Regions from separate parts of the Mus musculus genome. Here region 1 is linked to region 2. The links are chromatin contacts, called in public promoter capture Hi-C maps. All regions are on one chromosome and are shown on one strand. The core of a region is the stretch at or near the end of the contact, and the rest is flanking DNA. Distances in the headings are between cores, read along the strand shown.

What was found. Promoter capture Hi-C pulls out the DNA fragments that hold promoters and counts their contacts.
Region 1: a contact with region 2 is called in a promoter capture Hi-C map of the HPC-7 cell line, with 3 times the contacts expected there. The contact joins the promoter of Fap here to the enhancer-like site in region 2. A contact is called at or near these places in 5 of 39 promoter capture datasets (the HPC-7 cell line, cranial neural crest, hematopoietic stem and progenitor cells and 1 more), 3 of 484 Hi-C or Micro-C datasets (the HPC-7 cell line, cerebral cortex and nephron progenitors), 1 of 115 datasets of contacts at active chromatin or transcription factors (CD8 T cells) and 1 of 9 other capture datasets (adipose tissue).

Annotation. Positions count from the first base shown.
Region 1 is chr2:62,572,366-62,577,803 of GRCm38.p6, reverse strand. Fap (fibroblast activation protein) reads left to right here and starts at 3,783. Exons shown (of 26, transcript NM_007986.3): 1 at 3,783-3,958; 2 at 4,281-4,365. The coding sequence starts at 3,953.
Region 2 is chr2:62,459,008-62,464,427 of GRCm38.p6, reverse strand. Gm13561 (a long non-coding RNA gene) reads right to left here. Exons shown (of 4, transcript XR_001783319.2): 2 at 3,325-3,423; 3 at 3,005-3,072. Among named protein-coding and RNA genes, the nearest start is that of Gm13561, 6.6 kb to the right of the region's middle. Within about 2 kb of position 3,942, at least 80 of the 459 cell types and tissues checked have an H3K27ac peak or open chromatin away from gene starts, as enhancers often do. A contact at or near this core is called in CD8 T cells, the HPC-7 cell line and adipose tissue, where this site is marked.

The DNA.
Region 1 (5,438 bases), core at 2,534-5,033, 110 kb before region 2:
GAAGGTTGGCTAAGTTTAAATTTTAATAATACTATGACACTCCCAAGGAGTGTCCCAGTAGGAAAGCAGTAGTGCATTCAATAATGCAATTAATCAATATTACTTTAGAAGCAACTTAAGTAATTAGCAGATTGAATTAATGTATTTATTTCCATCTATGCACTGTTTGAATCCTGGGCAACCTATCTAATTTTTAATCTGGATTCTGTTTTCTAATTAGTAAATGAGTTTGGACACAGGTAAAATGAAATTATATATTAAAGTACTGTGTTTAGAATAGGGAAGAAGTGATCATTATAACTGAAGATCTGAACATCAAGCTTTTAGGAGCTCTTAGGCTCTTAGGTTCATTCTCTATTGAGGATCAAGCAGAGAGACTTTGATGTCCTGGATAAGCATGCTTCCCAAGCAATAGCCCTATAGCTTTTGGACTTTTTAGGAATACATTTGTAATTGAAAGAGTATACAATCCAGGTTTCTAGTATAGCCTCCACTGTAGCCTTATGCTTCTTATAACTAATTCATTAAAGGACATTGCTGTTTTGTTTAATAAATTAACCTTTTATTCTCACCCCTAGGTAAAAAATGTATTATCTTTACTTATGTTCTTAGAATATACTTCTTTTTTTATGCTCTCAAGAATCATAACTAAATGTGTTTTTAGGGAGAACTTCTGTGTTGATCACTTTTCGTTATTTCCATCAATGGACATGAGTAGTTTTAAGGAAAAAAGGTCTATTTTGAATCACAGTTTCAGCCTGTGATATGCTGACTCCATTGTTTCTCAGTCTGTAGTTGGCAAAACATTATGGCGAAAGGGTGGTACGGCAAACTTGCTCACCTGATGGTGCCTGGGAAGCAAACGGAGACAGGAATGGGCCAGGGTTCCTGTATGTCTCCTCCAAGGATACATTCCCAGTGGTCTAGCTTCTTCACTTCAGCTTAAGTTTCTAGAGTGTTCCATACCTCCCCTCAATTCCAGCAGCTATGGGCCAACCCTTCAATATGAGTCTCTAGAGGCCATTCCAGCTCCAAACTACTACAGAGTCATTTTTGAAAAACAACTACTGTTCATTAGTAAATACCTTTAGCAAGATCTGTTCATAGCCTTGAGATGTAGAATTGCTCACTTACTCAATGTTCTCATGTCATCATATTCCAAACTAAGCCTTACGTGTCCCCTATTTGGAAAGAGGTGGGTCATAGCCTATATTATACTGCTATGCCTTTAACTTTTAATGGATCAATGTCATTCTGTCTGTTTCTGTATAATTTCAATATACCCAGATTTGCTTCATGAGAAAAGTTCTCATGCTGACAAATGATGCGATTTTGTTTTAGGATTATACAAGTGCATCACATGTCTTTTCTGTCCCCTTTCACAGGTCCATACAGAAATTTCCAACTAATCAGGGTGCTCACCTGATTAGCACACCTCCAGGCTGAAATACTCAGCAGGAGCTCCAAGATCGGAAAAAAAAATGGATGAATCTTGCATGCTTATAGGAGAGCATGCTCACTGAGTAAACAGACCCTCTCATGGTTAATTTTGTACACACACACACACACACACACACACACGCACACACACACACACAAACACACACATCTTTTCTTAGTGGAAAAGCAAAAACAAAAACCTTGTTAAAAGTATTTTTATTTTGACCCCCAAAAGAGAGAGAAAAAAGGTAAAGCTATTGAATGGTTAAATGTCCACACCTTTTGAACACCTCTCTTGGATATAAGCTAGATCAGAAGCCCGTCTGTAACTCTGTTACAAGAAATATATTCCTAACTTATGAAATTATATGCAAGAGACCATCTTTACTTATTTACCCAGTCACATCCTCCTTAAAACAGTTCAAACAGCTAGAACTATCCCAGATGTTCTAGTTAGATTCAACCAGCTTTCTAAAGAAAATACAAACATAAATAAAATGTTTATTCAACCTTAAAATGTCCCCGTATACTAGTACTTTCAACTTAATGTTGCTTCTTAAGATGTCCCAATTTCTCCATAAAACCTGTCAGACGAGTCTTTGGAGTCCTAAGTGGTACCCATTACCAGTCATGTGACAATGATTAATTGCTAAAGCTAGCAGTATGCATTTTAATTATACCTTAATCACTTATTGCATTTAGTTTCTGTCTAGTAAAGGAGGTCTTGGGAATCACTCACTACAAAGGACTTGCTGATTTTTTTGGGGGTGGGGGGTGGGGGGGTGGGCGTTGGCGAGCTGGGACAGAAGTTCTGAGAAAGTACTATGTGGATGTTCCAAAGAAAGCAACAAATTTGAGAAGACCCTCTAGAGGGCAGTTCACATGGGACCCGGCTGATGGCTTTCTCTCGGATTGACGCCTCACAATCAAGGCACATGGAGATGTCAGTAAGTGCACTGTACACCTGTGATGATGCCTGGTACTGCTTCAATTTGTAAATCGATAGCTCATTAACCGCATGGGGAGTGGGATTCATCCGGGAGCTGCAGTGGGCTTTGAATACTCTTCTCTGCCAATGCATACTAGTGACTCACTCTGCTCACCAGAACTTTCCTAAGGCTAGAATTCAGGGACAGCTGTCTGGAGAATGGCAGGGAGGAAGTTCACAAGCCACTGTGCTGGTTTGTGGTGGAGAAAGTTTCCTGTGGCAGCCAGACCAGTCAACTAAAGCAAACAGCAACACAGAACAGTGATGTTTTCTCGTTATTTTTCATGCACAGTTTGTGAAAGATCAGCATGAAACTTAGCATAGTCAGGCAAAAGATATTACAAACTTCTTGAGAAAGCCAGCAATGGAAAAACTGGAGACACCATATTCTAGCAACAGTATCCATGTGGAAACCAGGAATCTGCCCTAGGAAATTGCTCTGGACCACAGAGAAGGTTTAAAAAAAAATTGTGTCTGTGTGTGTGTGTGTGTGTGTGTGTGTGTTGTGAATTCAGTCATTTTACTGATCTGCCAAGATGACCGATCACTTTGAAATATGTGGACTTAGCCAAAATGAAGTACACATGACTTCTCTTTTCACTTGCCTTTTTAAAATTTATTTTAAGGTCTTTATAATTACTAAATGTTCTCCTTTCTCAGAAGATATTCTGAGAGCAAAGCAAAAATATCACTCTTGTAAAGCCATTTCCATTCTTCCAAAGGTCTGCTGGCAAATTATTCCCGCTGATCTTTCCATCTTTCTAGCCTGTGCAAACACACCTAACCCATACTACATTTCAACAGATGGCGCTTCATTTCTTTAAAGGAAAGCAGCCGTGGGTTTAGACAGTTGAATTTTTAAACTTCTGTATTTACTGAAAGTGCATATGGTGCTATACGGACAAAGAAATTGTGCTGAAAGAAAAACATTTGTGCCTGCAGCACCTCATAGGCTCCCGGGAGAAGAGTGTGCAGTCACACCGTGTACCTCTCACAAAGCCGGATTTGGCTCCACTGTTCTTCCCTTCCCCAAACATTTGATATGTACAATGCACCCTCAAAAAGTTTCTCCATTTGAAATCCTTCCTCTCAGCTGCAAACAAGAGGAGTGTAGAAAAGATTGTTACTAAAGTGACTCGAGTGATTTTTGAGGAGAATATGAAATATAAACCTGAACAACAACAAAAAGGTGAAATAAAACGGCCTCTGTATGACAACTTAAGCAGATGTTGGTGTAAATTTACAAGGATGAGAGAGCTCTAGAGCCTCCCTCCAGCCACTCATAGTTCACTTAAAGGCCAAGAACGCCCCCAAAATCTGTTTCTAATTTTACAGAAATCTTTCGAAATTTGGCACGGTAGTCAAAAGTCCGTGGGAAAGGGAGGAGGGGAGCGGGAAGCAACTCATGTCCTGACTTCAGCTTCCAAGTGGAAGACAGACTTGCTTCTTTTCAACAGTTTTCACAGATGCGGTGACCCACGCTGTGCAGTGAGAATCAGCTAACTTGCAAAAACATCTGGAAAAATGAAGGTTAGTGCGTGCCGTCTCGGGGACGACCGCAGAGTAGAGGCTGCCTGGGCTGAGTATGGTCAGAGTTTTCTATTCTTTAGAGAAGGTGGGGATTTGTGTGTTGAGTATCACTTCCCGGTGTGTGTTAGGATTAGAAAATGGCTCTAAATATACTGTAGAAACATTTGTCTTAGCAGAACTGGAAAGGCTCCAGCAATCACCGCCAGACCAGTGGAACACAATCAAAAGCTCTGTGGGGAAGGAGAAGTAGGATCTAGGGTTAGACAAAATCTTGCCATTTCTCAGGAGGAACTAAGCCCAAACCGAATTTTCTTCTATGTAGACATGGCTGAAAACTGTCTTTGGAGTTACCACCCTGGCTGCGCTTGCTTTAGTGGTGATATGCATTGTCTTACGTCCCTCAAGAGGTAAGAAATTTTCTGATTCACTCCATCTGCCTAGCGTAGCCTGGAAAATGTACCAACGTGTGAACTCAAATGGGTGAACATTTCCTAAGTGCCTATTTTCCAAAGTAAGCCTGTTATTTCTAAGAAGACGTATAAGTTCACAGTTATGTTGTGTGTAAGACCAGAAATACTGGCGATGTAAGGGTAGGAAGAGCTTTACAGTGTTATTTCAGCAACAGAAAAACCTGAGAGCTATTCTGTACCCCTCCCACCACCCCCCCAAAATACACGCAGAAGACAAGCTTTGATAGGCCTCTCAAGACTGTATTTTTAACTAGCATTGTTTTCTATTACTAGATTTGCCTGGTAGCAAGAAAAAAAATAATGAGTAAGAATAGAAACGTTAAAAAAAGAACCTATGGAGGCTTTGAAATCACTAAATAGTGCTTCCAAAAAATTTAAGGAAGATGTTCAGAATAGAAATCTCAGGAATAGCCATATAGGAAAAGTAAAACTCTTGTTCTATATATAGTAGCAATTAGTCATTCAATTAAGAGGCTTGTTACAGTTACGCAAACATTATCAAGGTAAATTGGTTGGGGTGTTTGTTTGTTTGTTTGTTTGTTTTTTATTTTTACAGAAAGGCTTAGGCTGGCAACAATGTCACTTGACTGAGACCTAGAAGATGTTATGCACTGATTTTGAAACTAGTTTTAATTTTAATATTATCCATTGGTAATAAACTATGCCCCTATTATTCCAAACCTTCTTATGAACAGCAATGTATGCTTCTAAAGCAGAGATGTAATGTAACAGTGACAGAGACTGTACTATAGGATCTGGGAAGAACAAATGCTCCGAGTTGATCAGAACCAGGGAACGTCTGTGGTTAAAGTGAACGGACTCTGAACAAGGGTTAGTGGTCCAGCCTGAACCAGCAAACACGTCAGTCCTGAATTCTCTGTTGCTTTTTAAAATTGAAACATGTACAACGTACAAAAGCTTGAAGAGTTCAAAAATGTCCACATCCTTTCACAGAATTGCAATGTGCAGGATAACCTGATGAAGGCAGTCTCCTTGGAGCTGCACTTTTA
Region 2 (5,420 bases), core at 2,693-5,192:
TTATGTTCTATTTAAGATACTAGATATGACAATTTTTACATTAATAGCAAAGGGACAATCTCTAATAGAAAGTTACAAAGATAGCAGAGAGTCCATAAAACACAAGTGAAATCATGCCACTAGCAATCAGATAAATGCACAATGAATCATGATGCATGAGAAGGAAATGGACCAAGTGTGATGACATCAAAGGCAAGAGGAGTGGCCAGAAAGGAGGACCTACCATAAATAACCAATGGGGATACAAGGCATTTCATATGTTGTTGAGTGTTTAAAATGTATCATAATAAACTTTGAAACAAAGAAAACAAAGGAGATAAAAATGAAAGGAAGGGAAGGAGGGAGAGAGGCTGGCTGGCTGGCAGGTTGTTGCTATGCCAAAGTCTGTACTGAAAGGCCGAGGATAGCCAGGAGATGCTCATAATAACCTAAAGCTTTTATAGGCACAGCTGGCGATTCTGTTAGGTTTTACACCTCAGCTACCCCCATCAACATAAATGGCCTCATAGCATTATGTGTGCTTATGTAGACTGTATTCTGTCCCTCTATGTTCAACTGTGCCACAACACACAAGATCTGTCAATAACTCAACATTTTAGCTCATCTCTGCAGCCCATTTCAACTTTTCTTACCAATTTTTGCCTTCTCAGATGCCTTTGGGCTTAGGCCAAAGCCATTTGCATTTTTTTTACCTAAGAAAACCTCTCTCTCTCTCTCTCTCTCTCTCTCTCTCTCTCTCTCTCTCTCTCTCTCTCTCTCTTTCTTTATCTCTTTCCTGGAAAGAAATTAATATTGAAACTGAAGGCAAGCAGTAGTTTGAGAGGCAGTTCAATAACTCAGTTGAAAAATAACAGCTTGAACTAAGAGAGTGAAAGCAGTGAGACCAGAAGCAGTAGGGACTGTACTAAGGTGATGCTGTGGGTACCACGAGGCAGCAGTATCTTGGGTTTCTGGCTCAGTATCTAAACAGTGTAAGGCTGTGAAGAGTAGGTACTTAACACGGAGCAGTGTTCATGGCTGTGGACTTGGTTTGGACACAGGAAAGAAATGATACCTAGTTGAACTGTGAATTCCATCCTACAGGAACATAAGGTGTGTGTGTCTGTGTATGTGTGTGTGTGTAAGGTTCTATTGTGTCACAAAGGAATCATCAAGCAGGATTATGATAATGGACTAAGAAGAGAGAAAGAAGTAAGAATGAAGAACGATTGGACACCATGGCGGTCTTTAATGACTGGCCATGAAGAATAGAAGGGAGAATGCCATAAAGCTTGTGTGTGAGAGGGATGTAGGACTGTAGTCTGATAGGGTGATGTATGGATCTTAAAGCTATATTTGAATAGCAATGGAACAATAAATGAATTTATTGGGTATTAAGAGGGAAATTAGCTAATTAGCAGAGCCAGTGGGTGTTTGTTAGTTGTCGGTTGACTGAGTTTGTGATCATTGGTTTAAGGTGAGAGGAAGGCAACAAACTGATGAGCCCCCTCGCTTCAGCAGACCTTGTGGAAAGCACGAGTGGAGAAAGGTAGCATTAAAAATAAAAGTCCTCTTCCCTTTCCAAGAGACAGCATGGAAAGGTGAGCACAGCACACAAGGGAAGCCATGTCTCTCCCTGCCTCCCACACCAAACTGCACAGGAAATCAAGTCCTTGCTGAAGAGCAACACAATGACAGGAACTTCCTTCCACCAGGCAGAATCAGAGTTCAAACCCCCGCTCTGTTGAAACCTAATTTAGAAGCCATTCTCCTTCGGAGTGACTTCCCCCAGGGAAATCACAGGTTCCTGCCAAGACAGAAAATGCCTGCTCCTCCCTGCTCACCAGATATTTTTGAGTGGTCCCTCTCACTTTTTTAACAATTGTAATTTTATTTTTTTGATGTTTGAAATGTTTTCATCTGACATCTGGAACAAATGCAAAGAATTTCTAGAAAACCGGATTATTCCCCCCACCCCAAGAGTCACATGTGTAGTAACACATCTCCCTTGACAGTGTTTGATGCTTTCAGATGCTTCACAATTTTGCACTCTGTCTAGAGACACAGAACCCAGTGACACAGCAGGCCAGCATGGCACGTGGCTGGTGGCTCAAATATCAGCTTAGTGAGCACCTGGTTAGGCTGCCTCAAGTCTGGAAGCCCCAGAAAAGTGACCATGCTAATCCCTTTCTCATACCTCTGTGAGGCACAGAGGAACTATTCCAAGCTCATGGAGCAAGGCCTCACAGAGAACTCTTCCTAAGTGAATCTCACTAGAAGAATTACTTTAAATAATCCAGAAGCAATAGTGACATTATTGATCTTCTGGTACACATCTGTTATTGTTGATATGACTTTGTATGCTGGGAAGATGGAAATAATAAACCTTCCCAGGCTCCCTAAAGGTTCATAAAATAAAACCTCAAGACAAGCAGAGATCGTTTCTTCATAAACGGACACTGTTTCTTTCTGTGTTGCTAACAGATTTCCAACACCTTTGTCCTTTCAAATTTATCCCCTTATAATCCTCCAAATCAGAAGCCAGTATCAAGCCAGACCTAGAAGTGCAAGCCTATAATCCCAGCTATAAAAAGGGAGGCTGAGGAAAGAGGATTATAAACTCAAGAGCAGCATCAGTTAGGAATGAATTTGAGGCCAGCCTGGGCAACTTTAAGACCCTATCTCAAAAGGTAAGAAGATACCTAATGATGGAACTCAGGGAGAGAGCATTTGCCTAGTATGCCATTGAACCCTAATTTCTTTTTTATTTTTTTATTTTAGGTTTTCCTTTTTTTTTTTTTTTGATTTGTTGACCACTTTTATTATTTTTTTCTTTTATTGGATATTTTCTTTATTTACATTTCAAATGTTATTCCCTTTCCAGGTCTTCCCTCTACCCTATCCACCCTCCTCCTGCCTCTATAAGGGTGCTTTCCCATCCACCCACCCACTCCCACCTTCCCACCCTAGCACTCCCCTACACTGGGGCATCGAACCCCCTCAGCCCAAGGGCCTCTCATCTTACTGATGTCCAACAAGGCCATCTTCTGCCATATATGCGGCCAGAACCTTGGGTGGGTCCGTCCATGTGTACTGAAAGAGAAAAAACTGTAAGAATAAGCCAGCCAACCCCGCCCCCTCTGTCTCTCCCTTCCCTCCCCCCTCTACTCAACAGTAGACGATTTGGCCACGATTTGTCCAGCTGTGAAGAGGCGCCAGTCCTTGGTTTGTGGCCCCGGTCCGTCTTTAAACCTATCACCCCAACATCTGCTCCCACCCTTTGTCTCTGACCCAGATCCTCCTGCCTCTATATTATCTTCATTCTTGTGTCTATGCTGGGCTCACCTGGATAATTCAGTATTGTCTCCTCAACTCAAGTTTCCTCACCACAATTGCCAAATCCGTTTGAGTATATTCACTTCCTGGAGGTCAGGACACGCATTTCTGAGAAAGGAACCAACATAAATAAGAGGGATTCCCCCATGTAGCAGGTTGACAGTAAACAGCTTGAGATTTATTGCAGAACAAAATCTACTTGAGAAACAAAAAGGAAAGGTTGCAGTCTAAACAGCAAGGTGAGGGGGCTTCGCTGTCCATTGACAACTGATCTGGACATGAGCACAAGCGCAATTATCAGTTTTCCACAGGATGGTGGTACGGCAAAAATAAATAAATAAATAAATAAATTACAAAAAAATAATAGGATGGGGGAAATAAGTCTCCTGAAAATTAAAGGCATTGTGACTGTGTCGCTTAGGAGGGGAAACAGCATAGCTCTTAATAATTAGTTGCAAGGGTGTGAGAAGTGGGCCAGGGATAATTAGCAGGGGACGCTGATCATGTGCACATTCGCAGCGAGCTGACAAAAAGAGGAAGTGAGCCAAACTGCAGGGAGAAGCTGGGGCTTTTTAAAAGGGAAGTTCTTGACCATGAAGATCAGACTACCAAGAGAAGCTGTGTAATTTCCATCCTTAAAGAGCTTTAAAAATAGGATAAACAGCCATCTGCACAAGATGATTTATGCATTGACCTTCAGGAGGCGGGCCCGATCATCTCATGAAGTCCCTTCCAAGTGTGGGATTCTATGATTTAATCAGTATGTGATTTTTCTCAGCTCTACATTTTGCGAGATAACCAGCAGATGGGAGCCACAAATTCCCCAACATCATACCAAAATCATGGTTCCTCACACTGGTAGGGCCCAGGCAAGCTTGCCAAATTGGCATCCATTGAAAAAAAATCATTGAAGGACCCACCTCAAACATTTATTTATCTCCTTGTGGGTGTCTGGACCACCCATGTCCACAAAATAGAGATAATCTTTAGACCGATTGTGTGCATTCAGCTTTGACTTAAGTAAGAGTCACGTTGAAAAGGGGAGTCTCATTTTGAAACCTGAAACAACAGCTCTCATAAAACGGTGGTGGTGGTGGTGGTGGTGGGGGATTTACAAACTCCAGCTGAAGGAGAAACGAGGTCAATTAGACACAGCCCTTCCCAGGAAACGTTTTAGAGCAAACTTGAGCCTTACTTGTTTTCACTTAACAGACACGTCTCGTCAGTTCTTTGGGCATATATGTAGTGCTTACTATAGCCTAGGTTCAGTACAAAGCCACAGGGAGACAAATACCATCCATCCGTCAAAGAGCTTAGTCTCTTCCAAAGGAAGAGGCCATTTTTTTTTTTTTTTTTTTTTTTTTTGACGCAGAGTCAGCAAAGCAGTAACAGGATGCAGAATAATCGATGGGATGATGCCAAGAAAACGATCCAAGTCTGAGAGACCTAAGGGACTTGGACTTGTGTCTGAAGGTTAAAACGAAGCTGGGGAGGAAAGATAATAAAACGTTTTCTGGAGCACTCAGGATAGCCTGAAGAGTGGCTGGTAAACCCCACGAAGTGAAATTTGTATACAGCTAGTGCTTACGGTGTAGAGAGAAGGGTAAAAGGCCAGTTGGGGAGAAGGAAAGACCCAGAAGTGAGGGAAACCGAGAGGTCACGAGAGCTCTCACAGGTCATGCAAAAGAACTCAGACACAGCATAGAAGAAATATGGCTGCTGAGTGATAGAATACACTTCTGAACCAAAAGACAGAAAAGCATTTGCATACGATTCACCAAAATGAAGGGGTCACTAGGCAGGTGTTGAGACATCAAGGAGAACCCAATAAGGCTGAGCAGGGCAACAGCATCTAGTTAGGGTACTCTTCCTTCTCTTCTGATCACTGCTCCTTGGACTTCATCCCCCTGCCTCCCCTTGTTATTCAGACCCTTCAGGTGACCACCTGAAGCTTCTACATCTTAAGCTTCAGCCAATGACAAGCCAGGAATACACTGGTCCCATTATCTCACTGGCAGACCCCAAATTCCAGCGAAGGGGACTAACAATGGTCCACGGAGACTTTTTCGGGGAGAAGGCGTTCATTACAGCAGGGAACTATTGCT